Regions from separate parts of the Mus musculus genome. Here region 1 is linked to region 2. A link is a contact called in public Hi-C data. All regions are on one chromosome and are shown on one strand. The core of a region is the stretch at or near the end of the contact, and the rest is flanking DNA. Distances in the headings are between cores, read along the strand shown. Region 1 has its middle 72 kb from the start of 1700052H01Rik. Region 2 has its middle 26 kb from the start of Gm40038.

Region 1 (5,865 bases), core at 661-3,160, 85 kb before region 2:
GCTGGACATGGTGACACAAACCTGTAATCTGAGCACTTAAGAGATGTTGTCAAGAGAATTGCTGAGAATTCAAAGCCAGCATAAGCTACATAGCAAGACCTCGACCCCAAAACAATAAAGAAACAACGCAAACTTAGAAAAGGGCTAACAGGATAGCCCAACAAGTGAGCAGGGTATGTGCTGTTAAACCTGTCAACTTGGGTTTAATCCCCAGAGTCCATAAGGTGGACTCTGACTTCCATACAGTCACCATGTACACAAACAACCACAAACCAAATAAATGTATTAATTAAAAAAAAACATAAAAATATAGTATTTCATAATACATGAACCCAAGCAATGTTCAAATTCTGCTATCCATATATATTGTTTTACTGAAACATAGACATGTTTATTTATTTATATAATGTCTGGGGAGTCTTTTGTGCTTCAGAGAAAGAGTCTGGAGAGGACCTGAGATGACTTCGTGAGTGACTGAATGGTTACTTGTTTTAGCCACTGACAATCGGTGACAATTAGTGACACAGCATTCCTGTAGGGAAATTCGCTGACACTTCTCATTTGAGAGCTCAATTCCCCTGGAGAAAGTATTGGGGGAGCATCCGGAATGAGGTCAGGCCGAAGCTAGCCTGCTCTACTTCTCCACTCCAGGCATGGGCCTTGAGCTGGGTCAGTGGCTGGGCCACAGGCTGGAATGGCAGACACTGGTACGCCAATAGTATTGTATCCTTTGGTAGTTCCCATGTGGAGAGCAGACAACATGAGCTGCTCTGCTACAGCGACTCTGTAACACCTATTTTTGATGAGTTTCATCCACCCCCAAATGCGTACTCAGAGGCCAGTTTGCATTGGAGCAGAGATAGAAAAAGGGCTTCTGAAAGATAAAACCCAGACAGTATTTACCTAGATTAATTTGGTTATGTTTACACAGCGAGGCTAAAATTTAATTCCCACCCTGGAGTCTACTGGTAGAAACGCAGCAGGATCATGGTATCAGTTAATAAAGAAAAAAATAAGCTACGTTTTCTTATCACCTGTGAATATGCTGAGAGTCAATTTTGCAAATGTGATAAGAACTTTTATAGAAAGAATAAATGGGGGCCTGGGGAGGTGATAGCTCAGTGGTTAAAACACTTACCACACAAATATGATGTGTGGAGTTCAGCTCCCCAGAACCCACATAAATGTCAGGTGGAAGTAGCAGCCAACCTTTAATTCCAGCTCGGGAAGGCAGAAATGGGGTCCCCTGAGCAAGCCGGCTAGGGAGCCTAGCCCTAATGCTGAGTTCTCTGTTTGATTGACAGACCCCTATGCAAAGTATAAAATGGAAGAGTATATGGGAATGACAACTGACCTCAACCCCCACATGCACTTGAACATGCACACGGACACAGGCATACAAACACGCATACATATGCATGCAGAGCACACATGCATAATTGAAATGGATAAGGAAGACAGCATAAACAGATGAATTACCACACAAACAGGAAATTCCCCCACCGCACAGCTGTGCTCTCTTCCCACCATTTTTTTTGGCACTGTGTCCAGCCAAGGTATTAATCCAGAATGAACTCCTCATCTCAAAATGACTTCGAAGGCCAAGGCCAAGAAGCAAGATGTAGAGCCAGGCCCCTCACGCAGGAACTCCTGAACAACCCCCTCTTCCCCTGCTCCCTTGGCTCTGGAGTGCAATAGGTGGTCTCAAAGCCTTGGATAAATGCACACAGAGCACGCTGGCATCCTCTTAGACTGACAAGCTCGCATCTTTCCAGAGATGCTGGCCTTAAATCTGTACTGAAAATCCTCTGAGATCATGTCGAGGCGATGTTTTCCCCGAGCTGGGAGAAGTTCAGACTCTCACATCTGGAATTTGACCTTTGTGCATGTTGTCATTTCACCCACCACAGGAAACCTTTCTGGGCTGGGCTGAAATATGTAAGCGTTCAGCACTGTGGCTGGTAGCAATCCCACCCAGCTGTGTGGAACGGGAAGCAACAGGGCAATTAATATTCTGTGAAGACGTCAGGGACCAGACGAAAGCCGGCCATTTATCATGGCTGACTCATCGTTCGAAGAGCAAACACATCATTGTCTGTGGGCTTCTGCTGACTCACTTGCTAGCTCCGAGAGACGTGCACCTAGATGGAGCTGCGAGCTACCCAGCCTGCTTTTGGAGGACATTGCCCTTTTGAATCAGCCACATTGAGTTCAGTCTCTGGAAAAGTTGCTGTGAATCTTCTACAGAGGATTTTCAAATGCATGATGAATTGTTCCTGAAAGAGAGGACTGGCCTTTCTTGTGTCATTTTATGTAAACGAACCAGGAAAAGCCACATGTGTGAAATATTAAAAGAACCATGGGATGATGGTGGGCTAGAGATGCTTCACAGGCTATGAGTCCTTGCTGCTTTAGCAGAGCACCTGGGGACAGATCCCAGCACCCACAAGGCATCTTACAACCATCTTTAAGTCCAGTTTCAGGGATCTGACCCTCTTTTCTGGCCAAGAATGGTCCCAGGCACGCATGTGGTACATATTCATACATGCAATCAAATTTTCATGCACATAAAACAATACAAATACAAATCTAAAAAAAAAAAAAAAAAAAGGAGCCAAGCCATGGGTGCAGGGACAGAAGCTCAATGAGTACAAGGCTTGCCTTGCATGGTGACTGTCAGCCAGATACAACCTACCTGGAAAAAGACTCAACTAGGAACCATCTAGAACAGGTTGGCCTGTATGCCTGTGTGTGGGAGATAATCTTGATTGCTGTAATTGATGTGTGAAGACTCAATCTGAAAGTGGGCAGCACCATTCCTTGGTTTGAGGTCCGGGATTATAGAAAAGTAGAGAGAGCTAGGTGAGTATTAAGTACACACACACATTAATTTCTCTCTGCTCTTGACTGTGGGTAGGATGTGACCAGTTGGTTTAAGGTCCTGCAGCCTTTATGTCCCTGCTATGATGGATGTAACCTGGACTCTTAAGTTACAATGAGCCCCTCTCTCCTAAACTGCTTTTGGTCAGGGTGTTTTGTCTCAGCCACGGACGTGAAACTAAGGATGCGTTAAGCCTGGTGGCCTGAGCTCCATCTCCCACTGAAGAAGGGGAGGAGAAGGGAGAAGAAGCATGGTGACTTGAGTTCCATTGCCCACCAAAGGTGGGGGGGGGAGAAGGGACAGGAAGCGCAGGCCAGGTGTGGTGGTGGCATGTGTTTAGAATCCCACTCTACGGAGCGGAAGACAGGAATCTCTAGGGCTGGCAATATGGCCAGCAAGACGAGCCTATTCAGAAAGTTCTGGGCCAATGAGAAACCCTGCCTAAAAAAAAAAAAAGAAAACAAAAATGGAATTGGGGCAGCCCCTGAGGAGTAACAACTGTGGTTGGCCTCTCTCTTCTACATGTGCATATGTGCACCTGCATACACGGTAACCAGGGAACTTTTGAGTGAGAAAGGAGGCATGGTCATCATGTTAGGAGTGTTCTCCTATTAGAGAACAAGGGTGTGTGATGGTGGATGAGAGGTTTGAGTCAGGCAACCTGAAGCTATGTCCCATCTCAGCTGCCGGTGGCTAAGGAATAACAGCGGAATGTAGCTATTGAGTGACTGACAGACATAGGCCAATCACTCAGGCTGTCTAAGCTTAGATTTCATTATCTGTAAAATGGGGCATAGTTATGCTCTCCACCTTGCTGAGCTGTCAGGAAAGAGGGATTAAAACAAACGAACTAAAAGGAGAACGCAGAGCTTGGTCTGAAGGGCTCAATAAATAGTAGGTATTACTAAGGCCAGCGAGGCACTCCACTGAAACCTCTATCTTCTCCGCGTGGTTGGCATTGGATTAGTGAGGTGGGGCGAGGGAGATGGAGGAGGAATGGATGCCTGGGGGAATCCTGGGTCCTGAGCATCATGAGGAGCAGTGTCTTTGTGCCCAGAACAAGAAGGACACATCCTGTTGAGGCCTTGGATATTCATTTACAAACAACAGCAGTAAACAACCCTTTGATGGTAAGCCTTTGAAGACTGCTCAGACCTCCCTTTAAGGACCTCGTTTAAGTGTGCACACAAAGCAATACAGTCCAGTTTTTTTTTTTTTTAAATTAAAAGGCTGGCTTATAATGACATACAGAAACTGATACTTACATGGCTCTGTTAAGTGCACTCCTTTTAAACTGCTAATTCTTACTCGGCAGAAAGTGGTCCTTATGTCAAAGTCCTTAAGAGGTCCAACAGCTTGTATAACCAGTGAGCCTCATGGTTAGTTAGCAGCTCTCGGTACTTGGATTCCCAGTGATAAACAAAAGAATTCCGAAGGCCACGATCCATAAACTCTCCATAGAAACATATGGAGCTGCTTAAGGAGGTTGGCTGGGAGCTGTTGTTTTGAAAACAAGTATCCGCAGCCAGAGTCTCTACTGAGTGCTATTTATCGAATGGTTGGAGAAGGGCAAGACCCCACGGATCCTGCAGGGCTGCTTGCCAGAAATCCCAAACATTCTGCAGAGAGCCTTGAAGCCTCCCAGTACTGTGTGCAGAATGCAAGATGCAGTCTGCATGCTTGTATTCATTCTACCCAAGGCATGGGGGCTATGCAGGCAGGAACTCTCTGATACCTCTGACTCTCTCACTTAGAGCTCTCTGCCCACAACCCTCCAGCGAGATTCCATGGACCACTGTCTTTTGTACTTCAGCAATCCATCGGAAATCAAGTTATGTGATAGATAACTCCAACCCAGTCTCCAACTGCTCACATGTTGTAGCTAACTCATCAGGAACGGCTTACTTAGTAAGTGCTTGTCTTTGTTGTTGCAGTAATAAAATCTAATTATAAATTCAGATTAGAGATGAGTAAATTGATTAGGTTCTGGCTCCCCTGCTTATTTTGAACAAGAAGCACAGGTGTGACTAGAACTCAGATCTAATGCTGCTATGACCAGCTCTTTCACAAAAACGTCTTGGAAAACTGTGCTTTGGCTGTTCTCTGATGGCTGGTGCATGGCCCCTAAGATACAGAAGATGGACTTGTTAGCCACCACACTCCAAACCTTGGACATCACAGAAGGCTTGGCTTTTGAGTGCTGTTTAGGGATCAAGAGAGAATTTCCTTATTTTCATATCTCCTTAGTCCCAGAACAACATAAAAGTGCCTTTCTCTAAAAACTAGTTGTTGTTTTTTTTTACCCCATATAGTCAAAATATTATTCAAGATTTTCTGATTTAGTAAAATGGCAGACTAAAGTTGGATACAAATTATAAATGTTTCATAGTTTTTAATGAGATAATTTGTGATTACCAGGGAAACTAAAGCAAAAACCAAGTAATCTACTCCACATTCATTTGTTTATTTATTGATTTATTTCACATAAATTTTATTTTAAAATGTTAATGAATGCAGAAAAATATGAAAATGGTTCATATTAATGAGAGAATATAGGGATGCTTCGCGGCTAATCCTTCAGAAAGAAATGTCTCGAAACAAAGAGGTATTTTAACACAGAACAGCTTCCATGTGTGACTCACGATGACACTCACATTAGCACTGTGGTATGGTGGCAGACACTGTTCTATATGCTCATGTGGACACATGAAGTGAGCATTGCATCCCAGGCACCAGAAACATGGAGCTGAGAACGTTGCATAGAACCTAAGATTCCCCCAGACCTCATGTTAACAGAGTAATCTAGATAACCATTTATCTCTTCATATAGGAAGATGGCAAGGTTAAGGGCATCAAATTATTTGTTGTGACATTTTCATGTGTGCATCATTGTATTTGTACCTCCCACCATCCCCCATCTGTTATCTTCCTTGTGGAAGTTCTTCCTACCTTCAAATCGTCCCCCTCAGCCTTCATGACATATA
Region 2 (6,672 bases), core at 824-3,323:
TGTGTTTTTGATGCTGTTTTTATTTATTTAGGCAAGTGGGTGCTGACTACTAAATCCTAGAAAGGAATTCATTATGTAGGACTCCTTTGCTGCATTGTCACGTATCAGACGAAGACAGCCAACACTGAAGGAAATTTACTGTTGCCTTTCCCCGCGTTCTGCCCCTCTGCCCAGTGATTCTCAACCTTCCCGATGCTGCGACCCTTTAATACAGTTCCTCATGATGTGCTGACCCCAACCACACAATTATTTTTGTTGCTACTTCACAACTGTAATTTTTGCTATTGTTAAAAATTATAATGTAAATATCTGTGTTTTCCCATGGTCTTAGACCACCCCCCCACCCTTAAAGGTGTTGCGACCCAGAGGTTGAGAAATGTTGCCTAGCTCCTATTCCATACACACGCAGAGGGATTCTTTGAGACAAAGTCTCTTAAGAACCACCATGGCTAGCTTCTACTGAGTTTTTTTAAAGTTGCTTTTCTCTTGCCTAAAAATTTCTGCTCCAGGTGGGTGGTGGCGGCACAGGCCTTTAATCCCAGCACAGGCAGATCTGAGTTCAAGGCCAGCTTGGTCTTCAGTGAGAGTTCTGCACCCCTGAAGAATGAGCCTGAACTCTTAACTCTTCCTACACTGTCATTTGCCTCAAGTATCCTTCAGTCTCCTGCTGCCTCCCCCAAGGGAGCCACGACTGACTGTCTTTCTACTCTAGCGCCCTCTAGAGAGCCTGCCCAAGCTTGCTTCCTGATGCAGTACTAAAACACCACGTCCAAACCCCATGTGGTGAGGAAAGGTTTTATTTGCCTCACAGCTTCCAGCCCTCCACTGAGGGAAGGCAGGAAAAAACTCAATGCAGAAACCCAGAGTAGGAATTCAAAAAGAGACTCCAGAGGAAATGCTATTTGCTGGCTTTCTACAGAGAAACATGTTTACTGGCTGTCTCTCCTTTGGCTTGCTCAGCTACTTTCTTATACAGCCAGGCTCACCTGCCTAAGGATGACACCACCCACAGTGGGCAGAGCCCTCCTACATCAATTTAGCTATTGAGAAAATGGCCCTCAAAAAAACTCAGACTTTCTTCCAGACTGCAGTTGATATATTCATAGCCTTGTGATTTAGTTACCTAACAGTTGAGCGTACATGTGGAGCCATAGGTCAGTCTGATTGATGCAGTTCCTTAATTGAGGCTTCTTCTAGTCTGTGTGAGGTTGACAAGAAACTAGCCAGCACAGAGCCCAGCCCAAAACTGATCCTGATTAAACATTTGGGTTGAGCTATAAACTGAAACTTCCTATAAAATGAAGTTCCTCCCCTACCCCAGACCAAAACAGAAAAAAAAAAGTGTTTATCTGTGTTAAAGATCCTACAAAGCTGATTAGCTGATTATACATTTTATGATTATGGAATGCTGGGATGTTGCAGGTTTAGAACCAAATTACCTTGAGGTATCTTTAGCACTCTTAAGCCATTGCTCACATATGTACTTGAGCTAACATCTGTCAGTGTGACGACGAGGTAAATCCTTGTGACGTGTTCGAGCCTACCTTCGCCTTCTGTCAACCCTAAGGCCAAGGGCATCAGCAGATAACGTCCAAGGCTTGGAACAGAGATGTCTTCACCTCACTGAGACCACCTGTTTGATTTCCTACCAAGATGTTTATACTTGATTTGTCGTTTTCTTTGTTCTGTTGCTGTAAAGGCTTCATGAAATTGTTACCATGTTGGAACATGGTATTTGGGTAACCAGAGTCTATGCTCCCAGGCATGGACACTTTTATGTAAATACAAAATAAATTGTCTCCTATTCTCTTTGAGGCAAGAGATATGTGTGTTGACATCACTAAATAAGAAGTTTGAATTGTGTGTGTACACTACACACACACACACACACATGCACACATGTCTTATGTGAGTGTCTTGCTGTTCACAACATAAAATATAGACTCTTCAATGAGTTGTACAGTTGTCTTCAAATTCTTATTCTAATATTTCCCTTTGGCAATATCTCTGCCCTCCACCCCCACACCAGATCTGAATTCAGTATCTCCAAAGTCCAGGCAGAAATTAGCTCTTTGTCTGGGCACATTCCCCAGGCCAGCGTAAGAAATCAGTAAGATATTTATGGAATGCCTCATAAAAATAGAGAAGAAAATTTAGGCTTACAAGTTTCTTCTGAGTCTAGAGCATGGTGTGAATAGTTTTACCTATTCACAGGCTAAGAGGGAGGGATTTCACTATGTGAGGTAAAGAATTGGAAAGCTGGCCCTCAGATTTTGGTAACATCAGTACAGGACTCACTTCCCAAAGGTACGTATGCATCATTCTTTGAGAGTAACTTACTTTATTGCTGATGAGCTGTACGACGTCGCTGCTATTGTGGTCAGTTCTTCATATTTGCTATCACCACTGTCCCAAAAGGCTCAGCCTTAGTTGATCCCACTGTCAGGATGTTGAAGACCCGTGTTGCTAGGGATGGGGATAGATATCATACCTCCTTATCTACAATATGTCTGCAACACAGCCCTACCCAAATTCTGGAATCCTCTTCAACACAAGATGAGTCAGAAAGCCACTGCTTTATCAGAGGGAGGCTCAGCAGAAGTGCAGAAGACAGACAGATGAGATGCTGGGAAACTCTCCTCTCAAGGATGGATAAACTAATGAAAAGGCAGTGAGTCTTTCATGTATCACATCGAGATCCAAATGAGTTAGTTGTTCAGTACACTTGGCAAATCAGTTGGAAAGGTCATTTCCCTTGGCCAGTTTGATGCTTAGGCTTCCAAACATACTCTCTTTCTAGGGGTTAAAATTTTTCTCTGACAAATATGGAATAGTATACTTTCTAGATGAAGATTTCTCCATTTCCCCCAGACTCCCCAATTTCCTTCATATAAAGGAAAGGCTGCAATGAACCCATCTTTATTGCTAAGTAGATCTGGTCCAGTGATAGCAGTAGCCCCAAAAGGAAGTACCTTTTCTCATAACAGAGCCCCTGCAATGCTCCTGTAAAGACAGTGGTAAAACTGAGACCCAAATAAGATCTGGATGCAAGTTGAGGTCCAGATTTCAATTCTCTTTCCAGATATATCCAAGAGTTGTATGAGAGGGCAGGAGGATACTCCCACCTCTGCAGGACCATCCTTCGTTAAATGGTAAGTCTGAAACCCAGTGTGCTAATGTAGCGTCTCTGAGCCACGCTGACTAGAATGCAGAAGCCTGGGGCTCCTGTCACAGAGGCAGAGCACATGGTCTCTGGTGCCATGCTGACCTGCAGCCTGACCTGCAACCTCAGACAGGTGTAGTCTCCTCTCCTGCCTTTATATCTGTCAAACAGAAGTGATTGCCCCTCCCTCGGGAGTATTGAAGTGCTTAAATGAAAGGCTCCGTGATGAATGCCTGCAACTTAGATGCAATTATACTGTCCTTCATTTGACGCAGGAGCCTCTCCAAAGTTTTCCAGTAGCATACCAGAAAGAAAAAGAAAAAAAGCAAAAAAGAAAAAAAATACCAAACTCAAGGTGGAAGAGAGGCAACATCAAAGAGCTAGAACACAAGATTCTCATACACAGCCTTTACCCCAGCTCCTTCCAGCCATGTCAGCCTTTAAGGCACCATACAATGCCTGACACCCAGCATCCATGGTTCTACTGTGTGTCTTCCCATCAAATGTGTTCCTGGTCATGTTCGTCTGGGCTAAATTCTCTTTTAGTTGAATGCTCAGGAATTCTGCATTAAAGCAGCCTGATTGTTTCCCATCACCTTCCCACACAGGTCTGTCCTCCCCCCTTCCCCCCACCAAGCTTCCAGTGGCCTCCAAAAATTGAGTTCAACTGGACGCCCTGGTGGCATGGATATTGGCCATGGAAAGGAAATGATAAGCTATTCTTGGAGCTTGCAAACAAAGCCAGGCGTGTGGTACCATCAGAGCCTGAGCAGACACACACATACTCAGACAAGCTCTCAGAAGGAGACACAACGCCCCTTCCCACAGTGGCCTGAAGAAGGAGGCTTCTGTATGTCTGACTTTGTAATGGGGAGTGTGGGGTGGAGCAGATATAAATTTGAGAGACATTAAAGGATAATTGAAAAAAAGAAAAAAAAACGAGAGGAGATTAGGAGGTGAAATGAACAAAACGCTTCATATGTCCATGTGCCAAGGAGGTGGTGAGGTGTGAGAGAAGTCTGTCACGGTAGCCAATAAGCCACCAGGGCCAAATGCTTGGCTTGAATAAGGGGAATCTGCTCCCTGCCTGCAGCAGTGCTTGGCAGTGAATCAGCACATTAGCAACAGAATTTCTTCTTCAGGAGCCACAGACAGTTCATTTGCATATGCTGTGTACACGCCTGCACTCACGCACCCGCACACGCGCGCGCACACATACACACAGGAGGGAGTCTCTGGTAGATGCGACCTTCATCGTATGACATTTCTTTTGATATTGCCAAAATTATGTGTATCATTGAAAATTATCCAGACCTATTTGTCTAGCAATCTGAAGATCTCTCTTAAAAGCATGGTTTTGGAAATTTTAGTAAAATATCACATGTCTCCTGACAATTTTTTCCAGCCCTTCCTTTTGTTGAAAGCAAAACAAAAACAAAAATATAACCCAAATGCTCTGTCTGGGTTATGAGATTGCAAGATATTTTTCCCTTTCCTTTTCTTTCATCTTATGGGATTGCATTTTCTAATTTTTCCTCAGTGTATTTTTTTCACCTGTTCTTTTTCTAATATTGAGAATTCTATAAGGTAAAAATAATACAGAGTGTGCCAAGCCAAAGGTTGCATTGGAGCAGCCTGGCTGTTTGATGATGTTCAATGAACCAACAAGGACCAGCTACAGCATCTCTGGGAAAGGACAAGGCTGTAAGAGAGGTCAGAGGGGATTAGGAACAAAGGGGAGTCCCAGAAATGTTTTCAAACAAATGCCAGAACCTGCATGGTAACTGTGCTGCACAAGATATCCCTTGGAGACACCAGTAACTCTCAGGCAGGGAGCATCAGGTCCCAGGTTGGTCTTTTACAATTCAACTGGAACCTTCCCTCTTGCAAAGCAGCTCTTGGTTTTTACACTGTACGGGACTTTAACTGATAATCAAGTGTTGACAGGGGACAGAGTCCACATCTTCAAAGATAGTCCTCCTTCGATAATGTCATTTTCCAAACCAAAGGCCACCAGACCGAAACACCAGCATCCCACACAACCTTGGTGGCCCCTCTGAATGCTTGTTTTGATTCCACGAAGCAGCTTCCTCACTTCCACCTAGTGCCCCATGGTCACTGAGGAATCCGCAGCAGAAACCCTGCCCCTTTCCTTTTTAAAATCTGTTGTCAACATCGGAGAGATTGGCTATTGAGGGCTGCTCCCTTAGAGGACCTGAGTTCAGTTCCAGCACCTTTATCGTGAGGCCCACAACCACCTATAACTCCAGCTCCAGGGTATCTGACACCCTCTTCTGGTCTCCACAGATACCCATGCCCCTCTACACACACAGATAAAAATAAAATCTTTTTAAAAAGTGAATTATATTTTTAATTTTTAATTCTTGTTTAATTTCTTTTTAAATTAGTTTTAAAAGTATATATATATCACTTCCATGCGCACTTTATTTTAAGACGGGGTCTCCCCAACCTTCCCCTTCCCTCAGTACCCCCTCAATGCTATTATTGCTAGACATACTTTTCCCAGAGTGAGTGACATCCACTGGTGCTGAATTAAGAGTCATGAGTTTTTCCAAACTCCGGGTGTTGTACATGGACTAGACTTCAAACTAGGTTCCACCATGCTACAAGGCTTAGGGTACAATAAGTGACCGTAATGCAGCCATTCCTTGGCCCTTCCCACAGCCCAGACTTGCTCCCAGACCCCCAGCAGCAAAGGAAGCCTTGATCCTGACAGTGAAAATGGAGGTTGGGTGAGTGATATTTGAACTGAAAAAAGGCAGACTTGAGTAATTATCCAGTGTCACAAGACAGGGGTCACAGGTGGAACTATCAAGGGCAGGGATGAAGACTTGCCTGTGACAACCTCCTAACAGAGGCTCTCTATTTGAACCATCTAGCTGGAACTCAGGCTCCTCTCCTCCGCCACAGAACATCTGGCTGGATCCTCTACTTGCTTTGCAGTTTGTCTATGTCCCTCAATGTCCCCACAGGGTTTAAAGCTATTTGCTTGAACCTAGCCCTGAAATGGATTCAACTCAGCTGGCAGCATCTCTGAGCCACAATAACAGCTTGGGTCTTGCACCTTGAATTTTCACCCATATTTCTTGCTGATAGCTCCATTATGGAAGGCAACAAGAAAGGAATGGGCAACTTCTGCTTGGCCTTAAGCTCCAAGTTATCTTTGTGAACAAACATCTGGCCTCTTATCCCTACAATGGGGCAAAAGGGATTTCCTCATGTCACAGCTGTAATGTAATACATTATAAAGTATAGTGTATAATATATACAATAGTTAAAATATATACAGTATACATTGTAATGCATAATGTACATATAATGTAGCTTATAAATGAGGCACTGGATGCAAGCAGAGAGCTTTTCACATGGTTAGTGCCCAGGAGATTTTCACAGTGTATGGATCTTCCCAACCTTAGCCAGTCATGGGCCTGGAACTGCCATACCACAGTAGTTCTCAGTCAGAGGTGATTTTCCTAGTTACGTTGGTG

What was found. A called contact is a pair of places that touch in the nucleus more often than the background predicts.
Region 1: a Hi-C map of adipose-derived mesenchymal stem cells shows a contact between it and region 2, with 3 times the contacts expected there. The contact joins two enhancer-like sites. A contact is called at or near these places in 2 of 39 promoter capture datasets (the 3T3-L1 cell line and 3T3-L1-derived adipocytes), 15 of 484 Hi-C or Micro-C datasets (the 3T3-L1 cell line, the C2C12 cell line, the MC38 cell line and 8 more), 1 of 115 datasets of contacts at active chromatin or transcription factors (pancreatic cancer cells) and 1 of 9 other capture datasets (embryonic stem cells).

The regions. Positions count from the first base shown.
Region 1 is chr3:41,281,201-41,287,065 of GRCm38.p6, reverse strand. No RefSeq gene overlaps it. Among named protein-coding and RNA genes, the nearest start is that of 1700052H01Rik, 72 kb to the left of the region's middle. Within about 2 kb of position 1,910, at least 131 of the 459 cell types and tissues checked have an H3K27ac peak or open chromatin away from gene starts, as enhancers often do. A contact at or near this core is called in adipose-derived mesenchymal stem cells, brown adipocytes and embryonic fibroblasts, where this site is marked.
Region 2 is chr3:41,196,007-41,202,678 of GRCm38.p6, reverse strand. No RefSeq gene overlaps it. Among named protein-coding and RNA genes, the nearest start is that of Gm40038, 26 kb to the right of the region's middle. Within about 2 kb of position 2,073, at least 24 of the 459 cell types and tissues checked have an H3K27ac peak or open chromatin away from gene starts, as enhancers often do. A contact at or near this core is called in adipose-derived mesenchymal stem cells, brown adipocytes and embryonic fibroblasts, where this site is marked.